Linked DNA regions of Sus scrofa: region 1 is linked to region 2. The links are chromatin contacts, called in public Hi-C maps. All regions are on one chromosome and are shown on one strand. The core of a region is the stretch at or near the end of the contact, and the rest is flanking DNA. Distances in the headings are between cores, read along the strand shown.

Region 1 (3,682 bases), core at 894-3,393, 560 kb after region 2:
TGGCTGTTCAATTTTTATCCCTTCTTGAATTATTTTTGGTAAATTGTGTACATCAGTGACCGTTTCATTTATTAAATTTATTGGCATAAAGTTGTTGACCATATAAAGATGAAGACTTTCAATTTTCATTTTATACTCTTTTATACTTTTTGAATTTTTTTTTCAAACTATATGTAGGGTCCTGAAATTGGAAGATTTGGGGAAATGGCCAAGTTAATATGTTAAATGATTAGACTGAATAGAAATCTCACATTATTCGACAATTATTATCACCTACTATGTGAAGGGTATTGTGCTGGGCGCTGAAAAAGCAAAGTTCTTGCCTTTATGGAACTTATGGTTTGGTAGGAGATATGTGAAGAATAATAGCACATTAGGTATAACAGAGAGGTGTAACGGAAGCAAGTGGAAGTACTAGAGAAAGTTCGTATAAATGACCTGGCAAAGTAACAAGAGGAGGTATTGTTTGAACTGATATATGGCCATATTAGTTTGCTAAATTGACAGGCTGGCAGAGAACTTTTAAGGTATAACGTTTAAAGCATGCCAATATATAAAAAATTCATAGAACATGAACAATTCAGGAAATCTTAACTAGTTAAGGATTACTGAAATTTTAAGTGGACGTTTTCTTTTTTAAAAAAAATCTTGGATTTTTAAAAATAGCCTTAATATTTATCTATTTTTTACTTATTTACTATATATATCTCAAAGCTTACAGATATGCCATTAACCATTTTCTGTTCCTAGACATTCATGCTGTTTCCATGTTTCACTATTAATGAACAATGCTGTAATAATCATTATTGTACCTTTTTTTGCACACATGCAAATTTCCATAAAATAGTTAGTAGTGGATCTGCTAAACTCAAGGTTATGTACAATATTTTAATTCTGCTACATTTTCCTTTAGAAATGTACCAATTTACATTCCTGCCAACAGTGTAGGCGAGTATCCGATTCCTCATACCCTTACAAACGCTAGATATTATTCTCTTTATTTTAATGTATTTTTATTTATTATTTTTATTTTTGTCTTTTTGCCTTTTCTAGAGCCGCTCTCGTAGTACATGGAGGTTCCCAGGCTCGGGGTGTAATTGGAGCTGCAGCCACTGGCCTACGCCAGAGCCACAACAAAGCAGGATCCCAGCCGCGCCTGTGACCTACACCATACCTGACCTACACCATAGCTCATGGCAACGCAGGATCCTTAACCCACTGAGCAAGGACAGGGATCGAACCCACAACCTCATGGTTCCTAGTTGGAGTCGTTAACCATTGAGCCATGACAGGAAACTCCTTATTATTTTTTTAAAATTTTAAAATATTACTTTGCTACATAGGGTAGACAAATTAGGGATAGGTTTTTCATTCAGTCAACATAATGCAATGCAGACCACAGCTGTTGTAGTTAAGATAGACTTAAGTTCGCATCTCAGCTTTCCTTTTGCTATCTGTGCTAATTAAATCATTTAAGTGACAGTGTTGTGGCAAGTTTATATTTAGAATGTACAAGGCACATGTTTATAGAAACTGTTAGTAGGATTTATCATGATAATAGAACTGGGAGCAAACAGCGGCTATTAAATAGTTCATGATGTTTTCCGAAATGGTCAGGAATCGAGCTGATCCCATTTACAGTTTAACATGTGCAACATTTACAAAAAGATAACCATAATACACACTGAAAGTGTGGCCGACTATTTCAACAGGTACCTGTCTGGAAACTCCCAGATAAAAAAGTGCTATTATAAGGCAACGGATCCGGCTGTGCATTTTTGAACTTTGGATTTGGAAGATTAAAATCCACTGGAGGAGAGCCCTTTTCTGCTTAGAAACCACGGTTGAGAAGTGACTCTGGAAAGAAAAAAAATCGCCAGACTTTTAAGATGGTCGTCCTCTGACAGAACCGATGTCAACCACTGGGAGCAAGATGGCGCTTTCCCTCATCGCTTCTCGGGGATGGAGATTTCCCTAACGTGAATCACGCACAAGGAAGGCATCCTTGCCATTACCCAAGATGGTGCGTCGCGCAACCTCACTGTTTCCAGGTTTCAACATGGCTTCCCCAAACCGCCCACCGGAGGTTAATCTCAGAGACCTGTCGAAACGCGAGCGGAAGTAGCAAAAGCGGAAGTTGTTGCGTAAGGCCATTCCCCGCCTCTACGTACCGCCCCCGTGCTGACGCCCCGCCCCCAGCGGCGCGGAGCGCAGAGCCAAGATGGCGGCCGAGTTGGAGTATGAGTCGGTCCTGTGTGTGAAGCCCGACGTCAGCGTCTACCGGATTCCGCCCCGGGCCTCCAACCGCGGTTACAGGTACTAACCCGAGGCGCTGCAGCACAGGCGTACCCGGTCGGGATGGTAGTTTGCTCTTCAGGTGGCACGCTGCCTGTCCCTCCCACTTCCTCCTCTGGGTTATCACCTTGCTAGCCTCCTCACCTGGGATGTTACCGTCCTGTCTTCTTGCTCTTCCCCAACTCAGAACTTCCATCATCCTTGTTTCCGCTGCTTAAAAAAAATTACCATCCTGCATTCTCTCACCCCTCCTCCTCTTCGAACCCTCTGGACTACCCATCTGTTCCCGGTTATCCACATCCAGTGGGTATGGATAACCTACCTGCTCTATCTACAATCACCTTTCCTTCGCTTTTCCCTGCGTCCTTCAGCTTGTCACCCTCGTCTCCCCTTCTCTACCCCATTTCCAGTACCTCGTGCGCATTTGTGGGTACTCTTTGTGTTGTTGGCCGCTTTCTGGATGAGCTAATTTATCTTTTGTGCTGTTCAGTCTTATTACCAAATATCATCATCCACCGTATGGTTTTTCCCTTCAGCTCTTTTTGTCGGTAGACAACGGTTATGATCATAAGTTTTCCAATGTCGTCCAGTCTGTTTCTTTTTAAGTATATTTGCTATAGTGTTTTCTGTGTTCCTTCCCTCTTAATTTCTGTTAAAGCTTTTGCCTCCAGAGTTAACGCAGCATTTTCTCTGTAGGGCTAACTAACCAACCCTTATAATCCAATGACGGAGGGCTCAGGAGGCTGTAGGAAGTCACCAAGTCATGTAGTCCAAAGAGTTAACATGTCATTTATTGGGTTACATGTTAAAAAAATGTGAGTATGAGCCCTGGCAACTTAACAGCTCTGTGATTTGAGACAAATCTCTTAACCTCTCCAAACCTCGGTTTTCTCATCTGTAAAATAGAAAAAAAAAAAAAAAGTTGATAAATAAACCTGCTTTAGGTACATACCTTGCAGAAGTTTTTGGAGGGTTAAATGAAGTCGTATAGTAAATGTGAAAAAGAATTGAAAATGAATTTCCTAAAAAGAATTTAGGAAACAATAAGGCAGTATATAAGATACTGTTTTGATTTCTGACTCATATTGCCATCATGATGTTCCTCTTGGCATTTATTATTACCTTGGCCCAAAAGTTATCCTCTCCCTATGTCCGTTATTTTGCCTCCTTATCAGAGGTTCATTCATGGTGAGAAGCTTTGTGCTTGCTGATCAGCTTTGTGCTTGCTGATCTGTGCACTAGACCTGGTGGGTTGTATCGTTTGACAAAGAGGTAGTTCTGATTTCAAACTTTCAATGAGACCCCAAATTGACCTGAGTAGGAATCTACATGCTCTTTGATGGTAGTCCCAGGTACTAATATGGGTGAGTCAGCTGAGACCTCTCCT
Region 2 (3,732 bases), core at 92-2,591:
CTCTGTACCCTACAGTAGTCTCCATGAGAATCTGGATGTAATTTCTTGCTGCTTGGAATTACTTTGCAGTGATTGCTTGGTTGCTGTCCAAGTACTGCCATTTGGTCTGAGCCTGGAGATAACATAGACCTAATTCTCCCACCTCTGGGATCAGGATGGGGAAGTGTGAAATTTCCCAATTAGAGGATTACAAGGTACCATCCGTCACTTGCTGGCATAGGAGTGACTATAGCTGGAACTGGCCCTAAATTGTAGTCTTAAGAGATTGGTCCATTTGGAGCCAAAATGCCTAATCCAGAAGTCCAGTCCGTTGGAAAGGGAAATTGAAATTGACCTCCTGTGCTACCAGAGGTCCAGAAAAGGGAAGTCTGTTTACCTTGCAGTGGGATCTCCTTAATGGCTTTCTTTTCCCACTTGCAGTAAAAGCTGGCAAAGCTTTTCTCACTCCTAAGATGTTTCCCTTTACCAGTATTTCTAAACATGTTGCACTTTCTTTCACAGGCATGCCATTTTGACTTCCAACCCCCCAAAATCTTCTGGAAAGGGAATGGAAGCAGAAGTGGGACATCTAGGGCTCTGCCATCTTCTGCTCTGGGTGCAGGATGCCACCGCACCTGTCCCTCCTTTCAGCTCAGGGAAGTGTCTTCTTGCCCACAGTTTCTGTGGGGGGAGGTTCTTAATCCTCTGATGCTTCCACCTTTCTCTTTAGGCCATGTACCCAGAAACCTGGCCTGATCTTTCTGGAACGGTTGGCCTGGGCCACTGGAGAGTACTGTGGCTCCACTGGACACAAGAGGATAGAATCAATAGGCAGGGGCCTTTTTTAGCCTTTAGAGAAGAACATGAAATTATTTCATCTTTGGACTTTTAAATAATATTGGAATTTTTTTTTCTTTTAAACAGGGAAAATAATGTTATGAAAGCTTTTTTTTTTTGTTGTTATTATTTGTTTGCATCCCTCCCCATACCCTGGTGTTTTAAAAATGCAGGAAAAAAATACACTTTTTTGTACAAAAACACATAAAAGATTTTAAAAAAAAAAAAGCTGGTCTAGTCATTTGTGTGAAAGATGGTAAATACCCTGGAATGATGGAGTAAGAGACACTGAGACCAATTTCCATCCTTTTACTGAGGAGGAAAAAAAATATTTAATATTTTTGTTGTATAAGGAATGGCTCCTAAGGCAGGTGTACTTCTGCTCCTGACCTCAGTGCCACGTGCCCCTGCTTTATAAAGCTATAGGACAGAGCAGAGTTGGGACGGGGAAAGGAAGGGAGGGTAGATAAACTGGACAGGAGCAGGGGGTGCAGAAAGAATGACAACAGCCACATGTGTGCCAAACACTTTTAGTCCCTGCAGCGAATCAGAATGCTGCCAACCCAGACTCTACACTGGCAGGCTGGTGGCCCTGCCACGGACGCAGGAGAAAATGTTCAATACTACAGGAGTGACGACACCATTCTGGGCCACAGCTACAGTCAGACAATCCAGGGGGCCGGGAGAGTACCAGATTTTGCTACTTGTGTCACACAAGCTAGAAAACCCTCCCTCCCCTGCTGCTGAGGCACGCCTACATTCCACCCACCTCCTCGCCTTAACCGCACTGTACATCGCTCCTCCTGGAGAGCTAAGACCCTGGCTAGACACTCCGCTCTGGGATAAGGCTGAGCAGTCCATGCTCTCTAGACCGCCTCTTTTATAAAGACTGGATTAGGGTAGGTGAGAATCATAAAGATTTAAAAAATAAAGTCGAACCCAGAGAAATGGCAAAGCTGCCTCCACATAGCACCAGCAACCAATTCTTGCACTTCTCTTCCCTGTCTCAGTAATCCCCTCTACAGAAGATGGAATTGGAACAGCTCTGTCTTCCCGTGAAGTCTCTGCTGGCCCCAGGTTATAACCTGGACAGTGGGGAGTGTCTGCCTTAGGCTGGTTTGTGCCAAGAGGGCCACCTTAGGTCTCCTTGAGGACATTTATCTTGGCGCAGATCTTGAGGGCAGGGCCTAGCTTGATGTTCATGGCACTCATAAGATGTTCCTCTTTAAGTAATAAAAGGGCCTGTCCATCAATCTCCTGGGAACGAAATTCCTCTGCAATCTCTTGACAGCCTAGAAGGAAATGATGGGAATATATATGAGAAACTACATGGTAGCACAAAGTAAATTCAGTAACACAGTGGCCTGAGATGGCAAACTTTGGAAGCAAATGAAATCAGAGAGCAACAGACTATTTATAAAAACAAAGGGCCAAGCTAGAGCTTCCTGGTGGCTCAGCAGGTTAAGGACCAGTGTTGTCACTGCTGTGGCATCGGTTCAGTCCCTAGCCTGGGAACTTAAGGTGTTCAATCAGATAACTTCATTTATATAATCTGAGAAGGGAGGGAGCAAAATATGTTTTCTTTGACACTGGCAAGAAAATTAAAGAGCCTTCATGACATTTTTAAAGGCCCAAAATACAGAGAAAATAGCAAGAAGGATAAAACCAATCCGCTTTTCAAGAACAGCCTGTAAATAATCTCACCCGAAAGAACACAGGGCCGTTATTTCCTAATCCCCTTCTCCACCGAAAAAAGTCTTAGTTAGCTGTGGTGGGTATCGCAATTAACCACACATAAAAAAAAAAGCATGCTTTATTTAAAAGTCAGTGGTAAAGGGTTCCCATCGTGGCTCAGTGGTTAACAAACCCGACTAGTATCCATGAGGACGTGGGTTCAATCCCTGGCCTTGCTCAGTGGGTTAAGGATCCAGTGTTGCCATGAGCTGTGGTGTCAGTCACAGACGTGGCTCGGATCCTGAGTTGCTGTGGTTGTCGTTGGGCTGGCAGCTACAGCTCCAAATGCACCCGTAGCCTGGGAACCTCCATATGCCGCAGTGTGACCCTAAAAATACAAAAAGACCCAAAATTAGTAAATAAATAGATAAAAATCAGTGGTAAGAAATTAAAATCAAATGTGGCAAAACTGCTGACACAGCAGAGGACAGTCAACCAAGTAAAATTGGGAAACCAAGCTGTTGGGCAAGTGACTTAAACAAATACAAGAGCAGAGCCTTTGTTACTCCCTGCTTAAGCCTGTTACGAAGGCCCCTGGGGGAGGAAAACTGCAGGGAAATGAAGAAGAAAACTGCAGGGAAATGAAGCTCGGAGAGTGACCTGGGTTCTGTCGGACAGGCCCACGATACCTTGTAGAGAAGCAATAAACTCGTACACCTCCTCTACGCTCCAGCGGCTGGGATTGCTGGACAGGAACACAGGGTTGATGCCGTGTAATTCCGGTATGGGCGGGGCTGTATTGGGGTTCCCCAGGTCACGTTCTCCATGCCCTGCTCTCACAGACAAAGGCCCAGGAGATGTTGGAGAGAGTGCTTCATCGTAACTGGAGTTATCTGAGCCCCGGCTAGAGTCCTCCTGACCCTGCAGCATAAAAACGCAGAACAGTGAGGTCACGAGTGGCAGAGGTCTCCCGCTCCTCTCCCCAACCACCCTGGCTGGGGGTGATACTGAGCATGGAGGGAAAATGAACCTCAGCACGAGCTGAAACAACCTGCCCTTCACGTACAAAGCCCCAAGTCACCGCTCTGCTCCCCAGTGCCTTTCCAGTATGATGTGTGGCCTGCTCTCGCTTCTCCCCTTCTCCCAACAACCCGTCTAGTTCTCCCCACTCAAGCCACGTACGGGTTAGTGGGCACGTGAGCCAGTAATGGGGGGGGAAGACAAGAGAGGCCGGGTCCTCTT

What was found. A called contact is a pair of places that touch in the nucleus more often than the background predicts.
Region 1: a Hi-C map of heart right ventricle shows a contact between it and region 2, with 2.8 times the contacts expected there. The contact joins the promoter of NECAP1 here to the enhancer-like site in region 2. A contact is called at or near these places in 3 of 47 Hi-C or Micro-C datasets (embryonic fibroblasts, heart right ventricle and skeletal muscle) and 1 of 2 datasets of contacts at active chromatin or transcription factors (skeletal muscle).

The regions. Positions count from the first base shown.
Region 1 is chr5:63,120,137-63,123,818 of Sscrofa11.1, forward strand. NECAP1 (adaptin ear-binding coat-associated protein 1) reads left to right here and starts at 2,144. Exons shown (of 8, transcript XM_021092395.1): 1 at 2,144-2,316. The coding sequence starts at 2,222. LOC110260746 (a long non-coding RNA gene) reads left to right here and starts at 2,323. Exons shown (of 2, transcript XR_002344116.1): 1 at 2,323-3,682.
Region 2 is chr5:62,556,645-62,560,376 of Sscrofa11.1, forward strand. M6PR (cation-dependent mannose-6-phosphate receptor) reads left to right here. Exons shown (of 7, transcript XM_021092380.1): 7 at 1-1,030. It overlaps PHC1 (polyhomeotic homolog 1), which reads right to left. Exons shown (of 16, transcript NM_001258381.1): 15 at 3,180-3,411; 16 at 1,130-2,108. The coding sequence ends at 1,954. Among named protein-coding and RNA genes, the nearest start is that of M6PR, 21 kb to the left of the region's middle. Within about 2 kb of position 1,342, at least 3 of the 83 cell types and tissues checked have an H3K27ac peak or open chromatin away from gene starts, as enhancers often do.